Regions from separate parts of the Arachis hypogaea genome. Here region 1 is linked to region 2. The links are chromatin contacts, called in public Hi-C maps. All regions are on one chromosome and are shown on one strand. Each heading gives the region's core, a stretch centred on a gene start, on an enhancer-like site or on the middle of the called end of the contact. The rest is flanking DNA. Distances are from core to core; before and after follow the strand shown. Region 1 has its middle 13 kb from the start of LOC112720644. Region 2 holds the start of LOC112720643 (peroxidase 51).

What was found. A called contact is a pair of places that touch in the nucleus more often than the background predicts.
Region 1: a Hi-C map of an unstated tissue shows a contact between it and region 2, with 5 times the contacts expected there. The contact joins the enhancer-like site here to the promoter of LOC112720643 in region 2. A contact is called at or near these places in 4 of 8 Hi-C or Micro-C datasets (leaf and an unstated tissue).

The regions. Positions count from the first base shown.
Region 1 is chr11:33,220,663-33,225,558 of arahy.Tifrunner.gnm2.J5K5, forward strand. No RefSeq gene overlaps it. Among protein-coding and RNA genes, the nearest start is that of LOC112720644, 13 kb to the left of the region's middle. Within about 2 kb of position 3,034, at least 2 of the 3 cell types and tissues checked have open chromatin away from gene starts, as enhancers often do.
Region 2 is chr11:33,143,107-33,147,963 of arahy.Tifrunner.gnm2.J5K5, forward strand. LOC112720643 (peroxidase 51) reads right to left here and starts at 2,594. Exons shown (of 4, transcript XM_025771658.3): 1 at 2,219-2,594; 2 at 1,938-2,138; 3 at 1,057-1,222. The coding sequence starts at 2,437.

The DNA of each region.
Region 1 (4,896 bases), core at 1,784-4,283, 78 kb after region 2:
CTCCGGAAACCGTTACAGCCTATAGCGGTTTCTGCCCAGCTCTATTTCAACGTAAACTACGGCTACCAGCAGCGAATTACATTCATTTTCAAATCTGTTGGTGCTTGTAGCAATTTGTATAGTTATAGAAAAGATTTAATCAAGTATGCAATTTCAGAAAATTGTAATATGATAAACTTGGTTTCAAATTATTTTAATTCAGTAACTTGTCCCATTTTTGGTGACTTTATTGTTTATTTTAGTTCGTTGTTTTGAATTTTGAATAAACTTTATATGTTTACTATGAATTTAATTTTAAATTTTTTTGTTTTATTATTTAATTTTATAATTTATTTAAATATTTCATTGATATAATCGGTACCTGAAAATATAACTAATATATATTAGTAATATTTACCGATAACATGAGTGACGTGGTTATAATTTTATTTTTACCAGTAATATTTTTTAAAGTTCTTAACAAGATTTTTATCCACACTCTTTTAGTCACGATTTGATGGTCAATAAAATTAATTACTGACACTCAAATATATATATATATATATATATATATATCTTGTATTCATATTCTCTAACCCTTTACGTATGGCTATTGCATTTATTTGGGATCCAATGTGGTTTCTTGGTCCAATGGAATCAAAGCTTCAGTGAGCGAATCTAACATAGGGTTGAGTATCAAGAATTGGGTACAACAGATTGTGAAATACATTCTTATCAATATCAAATCATCTCTTTTTTGTTTATATTCATAGCTAAATTCTTTCTTCACCAAGATCATACCAAAGTCCATTAATGGCTATGTCTTCATTTCTAAATGTTCGAGATATATATCCTTGTTGAATTTGAACCTGAATTCACTTTTGCTTATAAATGTAAAATTTTGTTTTTAAGTTTTAAGAATTGGTTGGTATATAAAATATGTTAAAATCTATTATATCTCTCTAATTTTACAACCAAAATGTACCACATGTCACTCTTTTATTGCAATAGGAATCAAATATTTTCCTCCAAAATTAAGGAGTTTCCCTCTTCTTTTTACTAATTTTACAACCAAAATGTACCACATGTCACTCTCTCATTGTAATTGAAATTAAATCTTTCCCTCAAAAATTAAAGAATTCTTCCCTCCTCGTTACTAATTTTACAACGAAAATGTGCCACATATCACTCCCTCATTGCAATTGAAGTCAAATCTTTCCCTCCAAAATTAAAGAGTTATCTCCTCCTCCCTTTTCCTTTCGCTATTTCTCTCATTCCTTCGACCACTCTATCTATTTTATATATCATTATCAATATCAATGACTAATTATTAATTTGACAATCAAAATGTGCAACATGACATTCTTTAATTGCATTAAAATTAAAATTAAAATATTAAAATTGAAATTGAAATATACATGTATTATGTATCATATATTACTATCTAATTTAATAATATAATCAAATGTGTCATATGACACTCTCTTATTAAAATTGAGAAAAAATATTTTTTTCAAAATTAATAAACTCCCTTCCTAAATTTTCTCATCTACCTCTCTCCATTTTTCTATTTTTTCTACTATTTTTACTCTATATATAATTTATATTTTATATTAGTAATTTGACAAATCAAAATATGTCATTCGATATTTTTTTACAGTTAAAATAATTTTTTTTCTTTCAAAACTAACAAACTCTCACTCTCATTCTTCATCTTTATCTTTCTCTCTCTTTTCTCTAATTCTCTATTTTTTTTTCTATCTTTCTAAAAATAAAATAAAAAATAATATAATTTAAATAAAAATATTATTATTATTATTATATACATAGTTTTTAAGTTTTTTTATTTAGTTTTAAATTTTTACCGTTTATCTTTTTAATTTATATTTTTATTTTTCTTCTTTCAAATATTTATTACATATCATTTGAAAAAAATACTAATGTTATAATTAAAATTAGAATCAATATTCAATTATTTTTTAAAAAAAATAATTTTGAGTTAATTTTATAACTATCAGTATAATTTTTTTATGCTAATATCTAATTATATTTTTATATACACAGGAAGAAAAAATATTATTTTTAAATAACAAGTATAATTAATTAATTATTTTTTTTATGCAACAGACTTAACAGTTAATACCTAATTAAATGTAAAAGTATACACGTTAAATTGTTTTAAATTTTAGATAACAAATGTTAAAATTAATTATTAATAAAAAATTAGACTTTTTCATATAAAGATAATAACTAAAAATCTTATTATTTGATTTTTTATCTACAGATATCTTGGTCTTCTTAGCCAGAGACTTTTGTCAACCTACGACTTTTTTTTTTTTTATAAAAGTAGTTTAATTTTATAAATCTTTCGTGCCATGCATAATCTATACTATCAGAATAGAGTAGACTGTAGTTTTAAAAAATTTATATTTCTATAATGTTATTACAGATAAAAATACTAGTATATACTAAAAGTTACTATTTTGTAATCCTAAAAATATAAAAATAAAAATAAGTTTTCACTTTAAAATGTCTTATTAGATATATATCATATATCTATTCGTATATCTAAAACATTTCTAACATATCCTATAATTTATAATATTATTTTTTTATGTGCCTTCGGTTTAGTAAAATTCTAACCTGATGTAATTAGTGTATGTAGTCTTTGTTAGCCTACTGCTTCTTGTAACCTTTAGCTGTAACCAAAATACAAATTATTAGTTTTCTTCTTCGGAAAATGGTAATAAGCATGTAGAATATTCTTTTGAGAAGGTCATATTGGACATTTGGACCCAAAATTTTCAATTATGAACGAAAACGAAAGGCAAACTGGAATTGCTGACGTTTTTGCCAATTATTATGGAGAACTTTTCACTTGTCCTTTGCATGTTGATACAACGAACCGTCTCATCCGATCCACACAATAATTCAAGGTTATCTACTACTTTCAAGTTTGATAATAATTATAGTATTATTCTTAATTTAATTATATTTATATCCAAGTTCCCCTATAATATACTACTTTTGGTACGTATATTGATATATAGTACTATCAGAACTAGTGAAACTACACATATAAATAACTACAACTACCGAATTTCTTTAATTTATATACTACATAAGTGTCAATTAATTATGAACTCAACTTTTCCTTCCCATTTAGAAAAGCATGCCCTACACACGTTGACTTATTTAAGTCAAGCCACGGGAGCGAGGGATATAGTGAAAGAGAGAGGCACGAAAGCATGAACACACAGCAACAACAAGCTATAAGACGAAGACTAGACTTATTCGCTTCATTCCATTATTCATGAACTCTGAAACACGTGTATTGGATTATTCAAGTTATTATCAACCAATTTATCTCTTCAAATTATAAGCATCAGTTAAAATTATTTTTTATATTATATAAAATTGTCAAAGAATATATCGCTTTCATATTTTATTTTATTTTATTTTAATTGATTTTTAACATGTTATTCTCGTATTTAATGTTAGTATATCTCTTGGTGTAACTTTAATTTAGTCAAAATAATATCTTATATGTAAAATTAAAAATCCAAATTTCATATTATGACGAAATTCAAGTGTATGTTTGTCAATTTTTAAAGTTGTACTGGCAGTCTGGCACCTTAAATTAGTATCTTTTATATTACTAATAATTAAACACAACCATATATTTAAATATAATTAATCTCATCACTCAACCAGCAACTTAAATATCAGATAGGGAAGTGTTACCACCGCCGAGTTCCTCTAAGTGTCTAACTGATAACTGATTCAATTCGATATAATAATAAGAACATTTGAATCAACTATGATCCTATTGGAGTAGTCTTAATTATGAACATATGAATATATAGTGTAAATTAAAATAATAACAAAACTCAAATTATTTGTTTGTTTGCTACTATGATTACTATTATGATCCTTTTCTTTTCAGATTAAGAAGGTATTAATTATTTAAGGTTTATAAATTAGAATTTAAAATTTAAAATTTAAGATAAATAGACTATTAAAAAAATTTATTGATGTTAGTTAAAAGATAAATTACCAAAACTACACCTAATTTTTTGATACACTCACAAAAATAACCATTACTTTTGATAATGATAAAAAAGTGTCAAAATACTATTATAAAATATGCCAAAAATAATAAACAATAATATTTTTTAAAAAATGACAAATAATTTTTGTATTTGACAACTTATGCATTTGATTTAAAATTATGTAAGAATATTTAGATAACTATTTAATAAATATATATAAAAAACTAAATAAAAATTTGACCTCTAGAATTTGTTTTTTATTTTTTAAAAATATTTTTGTCGATAAAAAAAACATAAAAAATTTATTTAACACAAAATTACTAAATTTTAAAGATAAAACTATCTTATTTTTTAATGATGTTTGTATAAAATTATATCAAAATTTAATTTTTAAAATATTTTTTAAAAATATATATTTAATATTAGATATTTATATTGTATTTTAAAATATTTTAAAAATATTTTTATCATTAATAAAAATAAAGATCACTTTTGTCAGCGTTCTGATCTTTTTATGCAAAATTAGTGATTTACTCTTAATTAAAAAAGTATTAACTTTTTAACATTACTCATGTTTGAAAAACCAGTACATTGTATACTATTGTTGCAATGTCCAAATATACTGCGTATGGTATAACTATAGTTGGCATCATTTTAGCTTAGCTTCTTGCTATTCTTTAAGGGAAGATAATGTCAATACAATCTTATACGGCTAAATTATATAGTTAAATCCAACTTTATCATGCTGCTGGTAGCACCATTGTTCTATCCATATGCGATCAGGATTCTTTGTGTCAATATCATTATACTACACTCCATCATAATACAAACAAATTGAATATGGTATTATTGTGGTTCAAATTCT
Region 2 (4,857 bases), core at 1,344-3,843:
TTTAATTTAATTTTTGAAGAGTTGTAGTTTGATAATACGATATTAAAATTTCTATGACCAAAATTTTAGAATTTTGTTGATCTAAATAAAAAATATTAAAATAAGATAAATAAAAAAATATCTATACAAAAATTCACGCAAACTTATAAAATATTTTTATACGTAAGAAAATGTCTTAGAAATACAATCGTTATGTGTTTTCTCGATCTAATATTTTCAAAAGAAAAAAATTTAGATAATCTTTTCCGAGCTTATTTATAGTTTTTAAACTCATTTTTAGTTAAAATATATGTAGTTTATTTATTTTTTTGTTAATTATGTTCATTTATTTCTTTTAGAGAACATATAAATGTTGGTTATATATTGGCTGAAAATCTATTAGTCGTCTAATAACACTCAATTTGGTTTAAATAGAGAAATTTTTTTTCCCAAATTATAGTTATACATACCAAAGTTTTAACGTAACAAATGCTTCAAAACAAAAAGAATATTATGCATTATATATGTGATTTGTTTGTCATCATCATAGGAAATTTTCTTTGGTGCTATTACTTGTTATAAGGGTTTCGGTACTATTTTTTTATAAGTAAAAACTAAAACTAGATCAGGAATATTATAACTTTTTTAAAAAGAAGTTAATAAATTAGTAGAACACATGATATTTGTAATTATTCAAATAAAATAAAAAAGGTATCGATATCCTTGAAATTTTATAAGGACTCTGCTATTGTTTATGTTTAGTAGTTGACGATCCATTGTTTAGAAGGCGATAGCCATTCAAATTGAATAACTTATTTTAAGAAGTTTCAAACAAGAATTATTTTTTGGATTTAATTTCAAGAACTATTTTAATTTTTTTTTAAAATAATTTTGTTTTTATTATTGATGAATCATACATGAACACAAGTGTGTGAATGGCTAGGGGCAATAATATATTACATGATTGATGTTATGTACCAACATCCGTATAAAAAAATAATAAAGTTTTGCCCCGTTAAGTTAATGAATTTAAAAAAGTCATAGTAAATGGGTCCCAGTTCCATTATTGAGTAATACCTGAGAGGGCAATCATGTCAGTTTGGGTGAGGCCATTTGCGGCAAAGAGAGAATTGAGCTGATTCAAGGTGAAGCCTGGTTGTGGTAGCCTTCCATTTACATCAGAAGCTCTTGATACTAACCCATCAAATCTTCCCAATTCAACCGTGTATGAAGGTCCACCAGCCTACATGCATACATCAACAACTTCCTTTCATTAATGAACTAAATTAACCAACAAGCTAAACTTCTTTTTACAAGTCTTAAAGATATGTACTCATTTCATAAGGTATGAGATTCAAATTACTACTTGAGTCTCAAACTTCATTTAAAGATAAAAGGGAGTGAGTTATATTAGAAATGTTAAAAGAATGATAAAGTTATTATTCATAACAATGTTAAAATAAAAGAGTTCGTTTTTAATTTTTGTAACTATTCTTTTGTCTGTATGAGGGTTTTTTTTTTTTTGGATAATAAAAAAAATGTAGAGTTAAAACCGTCTTTTACAATAAATTTTTAACACTTTAAATTTAATACGCAATAAAAAGGAAAAAGGTATATTAAATTATTAACCAAATAGAAAGGTATATGTGTAATTTTGATAAAATAGAGTATGAATATAATTTACGAAATACGTATAAACGTGCATAATAAATTTGAAAATTTTTTCAATACTAAATCAGATACTATATATATGTATATAAATATATATAATATTCAATTTATTTTTAACGAGTATTATATATATTAACATATATTTCATATAAATAACTAATTTGGTGACTTGATTTTTTATGTATAGATACTATGATTGTCTCCAGCACACTTACAGTTAATTGCAAGAATAATGATGTGATGATGAATGATTTGAAAGAGGAATATGAGGGAGTTAATTAACGAACCAGAACAACGACATCACGGGCTGCCAAAGCAAGAATATCAGCACAGGAGACTTTGTTTCTGCACTGAGGAACAGCATCAACCGCTGCTTTTGCTTTGATAACTGTGTCAAATCCATCTCCAGCCAATGACAAATTATCCGAATGATCCTTCTCTGCTTGGTTTGCCCCTGTTGATGCTACCAACACTGAAGCATCACAACCCTGCATACATGTAACCATTAACAACAATTGAATTCTGTTACAAATATAACTATTCATGTGTCGTATTTAACAAATTTTACCTGGACAAAGCAGTCGTGGAAGAAGAGACGGAGCGTGGCAGGAACAGTTACAAAGGTTTGTTGGAATTTATTTTGAACTGCTCGTCTAACGATGGATTCAACATTGGGGCAGATATTAGCGTAATGGTTTGGACTAAGCTGTGCCGAAGATAATTGAAATGGATTAAGACACACGAGACTCAATAATAATGCGAGTGACCACACAATTCCACTACTCATGTTTGATTCGAAGAGAAAACAAGAGTTATAAAATGAAAGGGAAGAAAGAATTTGGTTTGGTTGGGTTGATGCTTAATTGGAAAGCATGAGGAGGGGGTATATATGAGCTATGTGAGTAACCAAGTTGTCGGGGTCATCACGAGTCACTGCACTAGCCAGTTGTCCCTTGTAATCTTTTCAACCTTTTTAGTCCGGAGCCACTCAAACAAACATGTCTAAAATATTTTTTTTTAAATATTCTTTAACAATTAAAATTTAACATATGTAGTCGATTAAACCATATTATTTCTATTATAATTAAATAGAACAAACCAATTAACCAAAAAATCGATGAACTAAATTTTAAATCAGTCTAAATTAATATTTTTTTATAAATAATGATTATAATATTTTTATTATAAAAAAAATTAAAATATTCATATTTTATATTTATATATATATATATATATATATATAATAATAATAATAATAATAATAATAATAATAATAATTTTAAAAATTCTAAATTTTAATCTCATAATAACACAAAAAAAAGAAAAGAGTTAAGATTTAGAATTTAAAAATAATAATAATAATAATAATAATAATAATAATAATAATAATAATAATAATAATAGTATTTTGTCATTTTCTATAATAAGAGTATTATAGTTATTTTTTATAAAAAAAATATTAATTTAAACCAATTTAAGATTTAGTTCATTAATTTTTTTGCCAAATCAATTTGTCTGATCTAATTTTGACAAAAATAATACTATTTAATCAATTATATATATTAAATTTTTATTACTAAAAAATATCTTTAAAAAAAGACGTTTTAAACACCTTTATCTAAGTGACTCTCTTTTTACAAAAACAAAATGTTTAAATTCCTTGAATAATTAACGCAACACTTTAATTTGCATATGTTAGTATTAGCCAATTACAAATGAGTTCAATAATTCTAACAATTAACTTTCATCTTTAACTTTTGTAATTATATTAAATGTATATAAAAAATCAGTCATTAAGTCAATATTTATATATAATAAATATTAAAATATAAAATACATATTAAAAATAAATTAAACATTACATATATTTATAAAAAATTATATGATAATTAATTTAATGATTAATTTTTTATGTGTATGTAGTATTTTTATAATTCTAAAAACATTATAGTATTCTAAAAATATTTTATGTATACCACCAGCAATTTAGATCTCTTTTTAAATGTTCATTTTCTCAAATAAAGAAATAAAATTAAGGGAGTTTGTCTTTTGATTTTATCTTATTTTTAATTTCTTTTTTTAATAGATTATTTTTAATATTTTTTAGAATTTTTTAAAAAATAAAAAACTTATTTTTCTATTTTACATCTCCAAAAATAAAATTAAAAATACAAACTCTAGAATCTTTTAGCTTCACTTTTTACTTCAACAAATAAAAAATATATTCATTGCTCCTAAAGATATGTTTAATATGCTCTTCACGTATCAATAATTTTATGCCTAAATTATGAAATATGTATCCAAAATATTGTATCTAATAAAAGGTGGTAGGGGATTAGGATTTAAATTTTAAATTTTATTTTAAAGAATAAAGTATAATTTTTTATTATTTATTTTATAAATAGAATAAAAAATATGCAAAAAAAGATATTTAAAAATAAAAATAATATTTTGTTCTTTTAAATAAAAATTTAAAATAGTCACCAAAAAAAAAAAAAATTTAAAATTTAAAAAATCTAAATAAAGAGGATTAGCCGCAAGGAAAGGGACACTATTGTGGTTGGCACTATGTATGGCCGCCCTCGTCCCATTCAAACAAAAACTGCTCAAATATGAAATATTTGTCAAATCAAGTGCCTTGACGAGTTTGCACACAGACATGGGGCCTTACTTTAATCCTATACTGTACTCCCAATTCGAACAAAGGGTTGTAGACAAATTTGGAAGCAAAAAGAAAAGAGAAATGCTACAGTTTACGGATTTGTATTAGTGATTATTAAATAAAATGATCTCATATACTTGTAAACTACTAAATGAAACCGTTATAACTAAATATCTATCAAAATTCATTCTCTAACCAGATATTATTTATAAAAATTTAATAAAAATAATTATAATAATTATTCTTAAATATTATATATCAAATATTTTTACATATTTACAATTTAAAATTAAATCTCCTTAAAATAAAAATATTCAAGTTTAAATTTAAACCTAACAAAATAAAATTCTAACCAAATTAAAATAAAAATAAAAATAATACTATAAAAATTATTTTTTTTTCAATTCTAAGGTTAGTATATAATTCTTTAACCAAAATAATAAACACAATTATTTTTGGATAAATTTTAGATGTATTAAGAAATTATTTAGTAAAAAAGTTTATAATTTTAGATGTTTTAAAAAATTATTTATTTTAAGAAAAAT